Linked DNA regions of Anser cygnoides: region 1 is linked to region 2. A link is a contact called in public Hi-C data. All regions are on one chromosome and are shown on one strand. The core of a region is the stretch at or near the end of the contact, and the rest is flanking DNA. Distances in the headings are between cores, read along the strand shown. Region 1 holds the start of LOC106033601 (hemoglobin subunit alpha-A). Region 2 overlaps NPRL3 (NPR3 like, GATOR1 complex subunit).

Region 1 (4,785 bases), core at 2,069-4,568, 36 kb after region 2:
CCCATCTGGGCCCCCCTTGGGGACGGGCCCCCTCCAGGGAAGCTGGGGCCCCCCAAGGAACTGCTGCAGCCTCTCCCTGGTCCCGGCACTGCGAGGCCTCAGCCCCTCCACCCCTCCACGCTGATAAGATAAGGCCAGGGCGGGAGCGCAGGGTGCTATAAGAGGTCGGCCCCGCGGGTGTCTCCACCACAGAAACCCGTCAGTTGCCAGCCTGCCTCGCCAGCTGCCGCCATGCTGACCGCCGACGACAAGAAGATCATCGCGCAGTTGTGGGAGAAGGTGGCTGGCCACCAGGACGAATTCGGAAATGAAGCTCTGCAGAGGTGTGGGCTGGGCCCAGGGGGCCCTCATGGGGTGGGCAGCAGGGAGCAGGAGCCCTGCAGTGGGTGTGGGCTGGGACCCAGAGCGCCATGGGGTGCGGGCTGAGCCGGGCAGAGCAGCAGGGCAGCAAAACTGACTGGCCTTGCTCCGGCAGGATGTTCGTCACCTACCCCCAGACCAAGACCTACTTCCCCCACTTCGACCTGCATCCCGGCTCTGAACAGGTCCGTAGCCACGGCAAGAAAGTGGCGGCTGCCCTGGGCAATGCTGTGAAGAGCCTGGACAACATCAGCCAGGCCCTGTCTGAGCTCAGCAATCTGCATGCCTACAACCTGCGTGTTGACCCCGCCAACTTCAAGGCAAGCGGGGGCTAGGGTCCTTGGGTCTGAGGGTCTGGGGGTCCTGGGGTCTGAGGTTCCTGGGGTCTGAGGTTCCTGGGATCTGGCAGTGCTGGGGACTGAGGGCCAGGGTCCTGCAGTCCTAGGTACCACGGTCCTGGGGACCAGCAGGCAGAGAGCAGGGGCTGGGATTGCATCTGGGATGTGGGCCAGAGGCTGGGATTGTGTCTGGAATGGGAGCTGGGCAGGGGCTGGGGCCAGGGTGGGCTGGACTCAGGGCCATCCGTCCAGGGCAGGGGTACTAAGCCCTGGTTTGCCTTGCAGCTGCTGTCGCAGTGCTTCCAGGTGGTGCTGGCCGTGCACCTGGGCAAAGACTACACCCCCGAGATGCATGCTGCCTTTGACAAGTTCTTGTCGGCCGTGGCTGCCGTGCTGGCTGAAAAGTACAGATGAGCCACTGCCTGCACCCTTGCATCTTCAATAAAGACACCATTGCCAAAGCACTGTGTCCGTGTGTGCTGGGACTGGGCATCGGGGGCCCCAGGGTGGGCTGGGTTGCTTCCCCACATCCCTCAGAATGGAGAGATCTGCTGGCGGGGCTGGCTGTGGTAGTGGGGAGGAGGCACTGGCCCTGGGGTCCATGGCTACTCTCCAGGGCCCTGCTCACTCTCCCATTCCAGCTTGGGGCCTGCCCAGTTAAACACAGTCCTGAAGCTGGTAGCAGGACCTTGGGGACAGAGCTCAGCCTGTCACCTGCCTGTGCCTGCAAACCTTGGGTGTGGGGTAAGGGTATGTGAAGCCAACCATGGTTCCTGGATCTCCTTGAAGGATTTTCCATGGGGAAGGATTAACCCTTCCTGGCTCTGTCACCATGACTGTTTAGGATTTGATTTGGGATGCTGTGGGAGCTAAGCGCCTGCATGAGCTCCACAGGCAATCAGACAAGTTCATGGAGTGACAAAAAATCCACTGTGAACCATGAAGTACAAACACTGCTCTTGGTCTCAAGCCCCTGAGCCACAAATCCCTAGCAAGTGCCTAGGAAGTGTCCCCCTCCCCTGCCCTGGGTGTCTGCTCCTCCCATGGCATCTGGGGAGGGTGCGAGCTGGTTTCTGCGGACCTGTACTCCAATGCCACTGGTTTCACATTCTTGGAGCCTGAATCAAAACCAAACCAAACCAAACCAAAATCATTGGCTTTAGATCTGAGGGAGGTGATGGGTTATAAGATATTAAACTAGCCCAGGGTTTATTCTGCATTGTGTCACCAGAGGGAGGTAACAAGAGTTTGTGAGGGATGAAAGAAGGTGCATCAGGAAAGCAGTGGCTGAGTGCAGGCCACTGGGCATACTGGGACCCTGCATGCACAGAAACGGCTCTGAGGAGTCCTTGTGCCATGCTGGCTCCTGCTTTTGTGAGGGCACTCATGAACACACAGTGCTATTCCTCCATGCTCTGAAGCATTATCTACATGTATCTGTCTCCATGTTCATTTAGTCCCAAATATTCCTGTGCCTTCAGTTTGAAGGGTTCATCCGTTTTGCAGTTTGCCCCACTGATGTGTGCACAGGATGAAAACACTCTGCCCTGCCACTCTTTCCCTGGGCTCTGCTCCCCCCTCCTCCCATGCTCTGACATGGTGCCAGGTCAAGCTAATCTCCCCCAAACACAAATGATAAGAACCGCTGGCCACGGAGGAAACACGGGTGTGAACTGTCCTCCACCCGCCTGCTCTCGAACCTACTGGAAGCACTGCTGCCCTCACCTTGCCAGCTGTCCTCATCTTCCTCACCCTCCTCGTCTTCCTTGCCCTCCTCACCTTCATCATTCAGGGTGCACAGGACTCACCATGGGCCGCTGTGGCCCTGCATGCCTTCTTTCCTTCCCCAGCTGTCAGCTCCTGCTGCTGCAGGCTGGTGCTTGCATCTGTGCCTGGTGCTGACCCCCTGGATCTGCTGTGTGTACCCCGTTCCCAGGAGCCAGGGAATTCTCCAATTGTGTCAGCACGTACCCTAAACTAAACCTGTGCCAGCACAGACCTAACCTAACCCTAACACTAACCCCAAACCCAGCTCCTGCCAGGGTTGGAACCCACCAAACCCAACAATAACCCCAGATTGTGCCGGGGTCAGTCCCCCTGAACCCTAACCGCAATCCCAGCTCATGCTGGGGTCAGACCCCCCAAACCGTAACCCTAATCCCATCTTGTGCTGTGGTCAGACCCTCTTAACCCTAACCCTATCAGACTCCTCCAACCCTAAACCTAACCCCAACCCGAATCCCAGTTCATGCCGGGGTTAGCCCCCCCCCCAAACCCTAACCTTAATCCCATCTCATGCTGGGGTCAGACACCCCTAACGCTAACCCCATCAGACTCCCCCAACCCTAACCCTAACCAACCCTAACCAACCCTAACCCTAACCCTAACCCTAACCCCAATCCCAGTTCATGCCGGGGTCAGCCCCCCCAAACCCTAAACCTAAACCCATTTCGTGCCGGGGTCAGACCCCCCTAACCCTAACCCCAGCCCCAGCTCATGCCGGGGTCTGCCCCCCCCGGCGGTGCTGGTGCCGCAGGCGGGGCAGGGCGGCGGCCCCGCCTGGCCGAGGTCCAGCCGCGGCGGGGCGGGCGGGGGCGGGCGGCGCCCGGCCCGGCACGGAGATATAAGGCCGGCGGCGCCAGTGGGGGCACCCGTGCTGGGGGCTGCCAACGCGGAGCTGCAACCATGGTGCTGTCTGCGGCTGACAAGACCAACGTCAAGGGTGTCTTCTCCAAAATCGGTGGCCATGCTGAAGAGTATGGCGCCGAGACCCTGGAGAGGTAGGTGTCTGTCCCCGTCCTCCGTCTGTCCCTGATCCTCTCCTCTCCAACCCCCTGCTCTCCCCCACCATGACTGTCTGTGTCCTACCCCACCCGGTTTGTCCCCCCATCCGTTGATCCCGCTGGCCCTGACTCGCTCTGCTCCACAGGATGTTCACCGCCTACCCCCAGACCAAGACCTACTTCCCCCACTTTGACCTGCAGCACGGCTCTGCTCAGATCAAGGCGCATGGCAAGAAGGTGGCGGCTGCCCTAGTCGAGGCTGTCAACCACATCGATGACATCGCGGGTGCTCTCTCCAAGCTCAGTGACCTCCACGCCCAAAAGCTCCGTGTGGACCCTGTCAACTTCAAAGTGAGACTCTAGTGACTTCCCCCTTAGCTCCTCTTCCGCACCCCTCCTGGGCCATCTGGCCACCCCTTTACCTCCCCCACTCGCTCACCATCTCCTTTTGCCTTTCAGTTCCTGGGCCACTGCTTCCTGGTGGTGGTTGCCATCCACCACCCCTCTGCCCTGACCCCAGAGGTCCACGCTTCCCTGGACAAGTTCCTGTGCGCCGTGGGTACCGTGCTGACTGCCAAGTACCGTTAAACGGCACCGTGGCTAGAGCTGGACCCACCCTCTTGCCAGCCTTCCAACAGCGAGCAGCCAAATGATCTGAAATAAAATCTGTTGCATTTGTGCTCCAGCCCTGGTGTCCTGCTCTGGTTGTTCCTCCATGGGGAGGGAGAGGGAGGGAGCGGCTCTGTGCACCTGAACTGGAGATCCCCTGAACCAGGTGGGCACGCACAGGAAATGGGTTCTGTCGTCTTCACTGCTTGGAGAGGAGAAGGTGGTTGGGTGGTGGTGCCTAGGAGGCAGACAGTGCTCCGCCAGCTGCAGGCATGAGCAGAGCATTTCTAGGCACTAGTGGAGAGGAAAGGCCAGCAAGTGGCCAGAATCTGGTCCTTGGGAGCTCCCTGCAGCCCCGGCCTGTCCTGACCTTCCCATCAGAGCACCGTAGTCACGCCGGGATCCTTCGAGTTGGGGTGGAGAGTGCTGTGCACCCCTCACCACAATGAGGACAAAGTTGCATGGGAAGAGATTACCTCATCCTGGAAGCGCTTGCAGGAGACTGGAGGAGAGGCAGTTCCTGGCACCTGCAGCCAGCTGTGTGATGGCATAGTGAGGACACCCTGTGCAGGGACAGCTTTCCATGCAGCCCCACAACTGGCTGTACAATGCTTGTAGGACTTCTCTGTTCTCATCTAATAATGCAGTGCTAGTGTGCTGCTTGGTCGGGGTGCTGGGGGCACACTGAGGGGACA
Region 2 (5,070 bases), core at 2,078-4,577:
AGACAACAAGAAAAACAGATTTTGAGTTCTGATTTCAATTTCAATTTAATTTTTCTACATTTGCATTCAATTTCAAACCTTCACCATAGCTAGCTTTATGTAATGATTTCTCCTTCACTCCTCCCCTTGTGGATGGAAAATAATTTAAGTCTCTAATAATCTGGCTAGGAACAAACTACATCCACCAGCAACAATGTATGTGACTGCACTTAGCCAGTCAAAATCAGTTAGTTTCACCGAGATATATGCAAGGATTCATGAAACACAGTAAAGTCACAGAAAGCTGACTGCACAATGGGGTGGAGTGCACCCTCATTGAATTCGCAAATGGCACAAAACTGAGAAGTGTGATCCACCAGAGGGCCATGCAGCTGTCCAGAGGAACCCTGTCAAGCTGGAGCAATGCACTGTCAAGAACCTCACGACATTCAGCAAGGAGAAGTGCAAAGTCCTGCACCTGGGGAGTAACAACCCCAAGCATCAGCACATGCTGGGGGCACCCAGCTGGAAAGCAGCTTGGCAGAAAAGGTACTAAGAGTCCTGGTAGACACCAAGTAGAACAAGAGTCAGCACTGTGCCCTTGCTGCAAGACTAACGGTACCCTTGGCTGCATCAGGGAAAGTACTGCCAGCAGGTCAAGGGAGGTGATCCTTCCCCTCTGCCTAGCTCTGGTGAGGCTACACCTGGAGTGCTGTGCCCAGTTCTGGGCCCACCAGTACAAGAGAGACCTGGGCGTACTGGGAAAAGTCAAATGTAGGGCCACAGGGATGATGAAGGGACTGGAACACCTCTCCTGGGAGGAGAGGCTGCGAGAGCTGGGACTGCTCAGCCTGGAGAAGAGGCTCAGGGGGATCTCACCGATGCCTACAAATCCCTGAAGGCAGGGTGCAGAGGATGGAGCCAGGCCCTGCTCAGCAGTGCCCAGGGCCAGGCCCAGAGGCAGTGGGCACAAACTGGAGCACAGGAGGCTCCCTCTGAGCACCAGGAGGCACTTCTGTGCTGTGCGGGTGTCGGAGCCGCACAGGTTGCCCACAGAGGCTGTGGAGTCTCCTCCTTGGAGATTTCCCAAAGCCACCTGGACACGGGCCTGGGCCCCCTGCACTGGGGGGCGCAGATGGGCCCAGGGAGGCCTCCGGCCTCAGCCACACTGTTACTGTGTGAAATTGAAGTTTGGATCCGCATTTGCTTTCATTTTTATTTGTTCCCCACAAAGTCATCTATTTAGCAAGCTTTTTACTGTAAGCCTCACGAATCCCCATGAGCTGGCTGCCAGTTGTTTGGCTGGGGACCATGCACACCCAGAAGCTTCCTTCTTTAGGGACAGAAGCATAACACCAAAAACTGGCAACAGAAGAAAGTACCAAGAAAACAGGTTGTAAGTTATCAAAGTTGCATTACAGAGTCACCTAGCTACACTTCGACTTTGTTCTTCTCAAACAACTGAAATTGTGGAGCAAACAGTCCTGTGTAAGTGGTGATATCCATGCTCAATGAGCACATGTAACTCTATAACACGATGTCCTTATTCAAAAGATGTGGCACCAGCTCTGCTATGCTGATCCTATCCTAAAGAGACTGAAACACAGTTAGAAACCGAAGTGGAATCATCTTTATCTAGCAGCAGTGAACAGATCAAATCTGAAGGCAAACTTAGAGCACAGACCTCACTATCCCACCCCGAGTCCAGCACCAGGAAGACGTGGGACCACAGAAGGTGAGAACACTGCGTTGGCCAGCACTGTACCATGAACCTCTGGCTCAGGGACACATTTAAATAGTCCCTGACAGGAAACATAGAATTACACAAAGATTTCGAAGGCATGGTAGATATACAAGAAATGTACAGATTACCTCTTTTCTTCTTTGCTCCTTTCCCAACTTCTCTTCACGTTTTATAGGGATTTTTTCGGTGTTACTGCACCCCGAGGTTTTTCACTGAACTATCTGCTATAATTCCAAAAGCCCTTTTCAGAGCAGTTATATATTAAAGGTTTGTTTTGTCTCATGTGCATTACTTTACATCTAACTATAGTGAATTTCATCTGCTGATCAATTGGTCTCCAGTAACCTTTCTTCAAATCTTCCTCATCTATTTGCACTTTTATTCCCTTTGTTATTATCTGTAAACTTTGTCACTTCACACACTGCCCCTTTTTCCAGGCCAGTTATCAATATGAACACATTGAACAGCACAGGTATGAATGCAGATTCCCACAGACATCACAAGTAACTGGGTAAAAATGGCTTCATTCTCCATATTCTAATCGTCCATTAAATCCTCACTGATGTTCCATTTCTCTCACGAAAACTTAATTTCAACACTTTTTGTTGGAAATCTCTGCTTAGATGATACACGATGAGCAATGCTGAGGGATACATAGCAAGGGATTAGGATACTGACAGGGGATTTTGTAGTAATCTGAAAATGAATCAGGGAGAAGTAACCAGTAAAAAGCTCTTCACTGTCTCTCCAGTGTAAGACCTAAGATACATCTAATGAGACTGGGAGGAGGAGCAAAGTTCAAAAAGAAACAGAAAGAAACAGAGCAACCAGTTAAGCCATGGAGCTCCTTATCAGAGGATGCTGTGGTTGTTAAATATTTACTTTGGCTTGCAGGAGAGTGAACTAATTTCGGGAAATGAGATCAGCTTAAGGCTGTTGAATATACAGAAAGCACCTCCAGAGCTGCAAGCTGCAGGAAGCTGTGGAATATTTTAGGGAATATCACTGCTCTTTTGCTCTGTTCTTATGCTTTGCCCTGAATAGCAACTGTGATCTACTCCCCCCAAAATGGGAATCTTAAAGTTGGCCAGTATCCTACAGAATTCCAGCCTTCTTTTTCACAGCTATCAGCAAAACGCAGACAATCCCACCTCACTTTTTATAAACTGGTTATGAATTCCTACACACACACCACATCTTATGTTTATCCTATTTACACCATATATTAATAATATGTTTGCTAGTTTTGTAGGGGTGAGCTTGTAGCTTTTGAGTTTATTTTTGCTAGAGGTTGTGACTATTTAGAGCTTTCAAATAGTTTTATGCTTCCCTGTAAAAGACACACTGTCCTTTGGTCAACTAACTGTAGTTGGCTTATATGTCATAGTACAGTCATATAAATAACATAATAATTCATTAATTTTCATATAATTATTCCTCTTCTCCTTAAAGTGATGAGATAGGCTAGATCCACCAGTCAGTTCAAATCCCACTAGGCTAAAATGTATAAAGGCTCTTTGTATATTAAAAACAAACAAAAACCAATCCTCTCCTCCCCCCAAAAAATCGTATTTTCAATTTTCTTCTAATATAAAGCTAATAGAAATTTACTAAAAAACAGATGGGCACTTAGCTATCATCAGGCTAACAAATTATCTGCTCTGTAGATAACAATTGGTGAAAGTAGTCTTAATTCCTTAAATTGAACGCTGGCTTATAGGAGACCCCCATTGTAAAACCAGTAAAGGTTCCCCTTCCTCTGAGGGGAAGGTGAAAAAGATTTTCAAACTTGTTTTCGCAACTAATGGAAGAGAAACATCTGGTTTTAGCTGTTAGTCAAGAAGGTCCCAGGAACTAGCTGTTGTTTACCTCCAAACTGTCAGTTTAATAACACTCAGTTATAACAGCAGCAGTAGCACTACAGTCAAAATGGCCTGGCTACTGATTACTGCCTTATAAAATAAGGACATTTCATTCAAAATGCAAAGGACATTGTGCTATAAAAAGATTCGTACACTCATGGTTTACTACAAACCAACTTACTAAGGGACATGTTGGGTCTTGCCTGAAATACCTCAGCACCATCTACAGGAAACCAAAGGCTAGACAGCAATTCTGAAGCAACTGCAGTAATTCAAGAAGCACTTGACTGGAATTCCAAAACAAGCAGGCACAAGGAAATGCTGGCTTGAGCAAATCTCAGATGGAGAGATGGGTTCCCATCTGCAATTCAAAGTGCCCTCTCCACCTAACTATGTTTCCTTATGCCAAAGGCTATGCCAGAAATGCCCATATATTTAAACCAGTACATTGCCACTGCATGCACTTATCACAGAATCATAGAATAGTTTGGGTTGGAAGGGACCTTTACAGATCACCTAGTCCCATGGGCAGGCACATCTGCTACTAGATCAGGCTGCCCAAATCCCCACCCAGCCTGGCCTTGAGCACTGCCAGGGATGGGGCACCCACAGCTCCTCTGGGCAGCCTGGGCCAGGGCCTCACAACCCTTACAATAAAGAATTTCTTCCTGATACATTAAGTCCACCCTCTTTTAGTTTAAAATCATTAGCCCTTGTCCTGTCACTACATGCCCTTGTTGTAAGTCTCACTCCATCTTTCTTACAAGCCCCCTTTAGGTATTAAAAGGCCACAATAGGTCTCCCCGGAGCCTTCTCTTCTCCAGGCTGAACGCTCCCAGCTCCCTCAGCCTCTCTTCACAGCAGAGGTGCTCCAGCCCCCTGACCATCCTCGTGGCCTCCTCCGGACCTGCTCCAGCAGGTCCCTGTCCCTCCAGTGCTGGACAGTTTCTTCTATTTGACCAAAAAATTATTTTAGTTATATGCTTGCCCTGCAAGGTGCTGCAGCACCTCTCACCCTGTCTGCCTGCAGGTGTAATAAGCATATTTCCTATTTTCTCATATAAAGCATTAATGGAAAATGCAGAACACCACCTTATTACCCATCCAGCTAACACTGTTAATGACTCTTCAAAGAGAGCTTACTAATCAAATGCAAAGTCATTTATCCTTTTACCAACAGTTTAGTTCTTAATTTGCTTGTGACAATGCCATGCAAAATAGTGTCAAAATATGACATGCACGCCCTCTCCCCCACCCACAATGCCTAAATAAGGGAGACTGCTTTATTTTATATCTGGGAGCCGGCACCAATGTGTGTTTCTCCATGGCCAGTCTACTCCTTATTTCATGGAAGGACAGTAGTATTACTCCATGAGCTTGGGCTGTATGTTCCTCCAGTCACAGTTAAATGCCACAAGATGTCACTGTGTCACTAAAATGTTTGGAAACAAGATCAATATTTGCCCAGTCATGAATTCATACCCT

What was found. A called contact is a pair of places that touch in the nucleus more often than the background predicts.
Region 1: a contact with region 2 is called in a Hi-C map of blood, with 2.3 times the contacts expected there. The contact joins the promoter of LOC106033601 here to the enhancer-like site in region 2. A contact is called at or near these places in 2 of 7 Hi-C or Micro-C datasets (blood and liver).

The regions. Positions count from the first base shown.
Region 1 is chr15:11,274,587-11,279,371 of Taihu_goose_T2T_genome, forward strand. LOC106033601 (hemoglobin subunit alpha-A) reads left to right here and starts at 3,319. Exons shown (of 3, transcript XM_013177230.3): 1 at 3,319-3,478; 2 at 3,628-3,832; 3 at 3,941-4,166. The coding sequence starts at 3,384. The coding sequence ends at 4,069. It overlaps LOC106033591 (hemoglobin subunit alpha-D), which reads left to right and starts at 158. Exons shown (of 3, transcript XM_013177220.2): 1 at 158-323; 2 at 476-680; 3 at 984-1,159. The coding sequence starts at 232. The coding sequence ends at 1,112.
Region 2 is chr15:11,238,599-11,243,668 of Taihu_goose_T2T_genome, forward strand. All of the region lies in intron 5 of NPRL3 (NPR3 like, GATOR1 complex subunit), which reads right to left. Among named protein-coding and RNA genes, the nearest start is that of NPRL3, 24 kb to the right of the region's middle. Within about 2 kb of position 3,328, at least 2 of the 3 cell types and tissues checked have open chromatin away from gene starts, as enhancers often do. A contact at or near this core is called in liver, where this site is marked.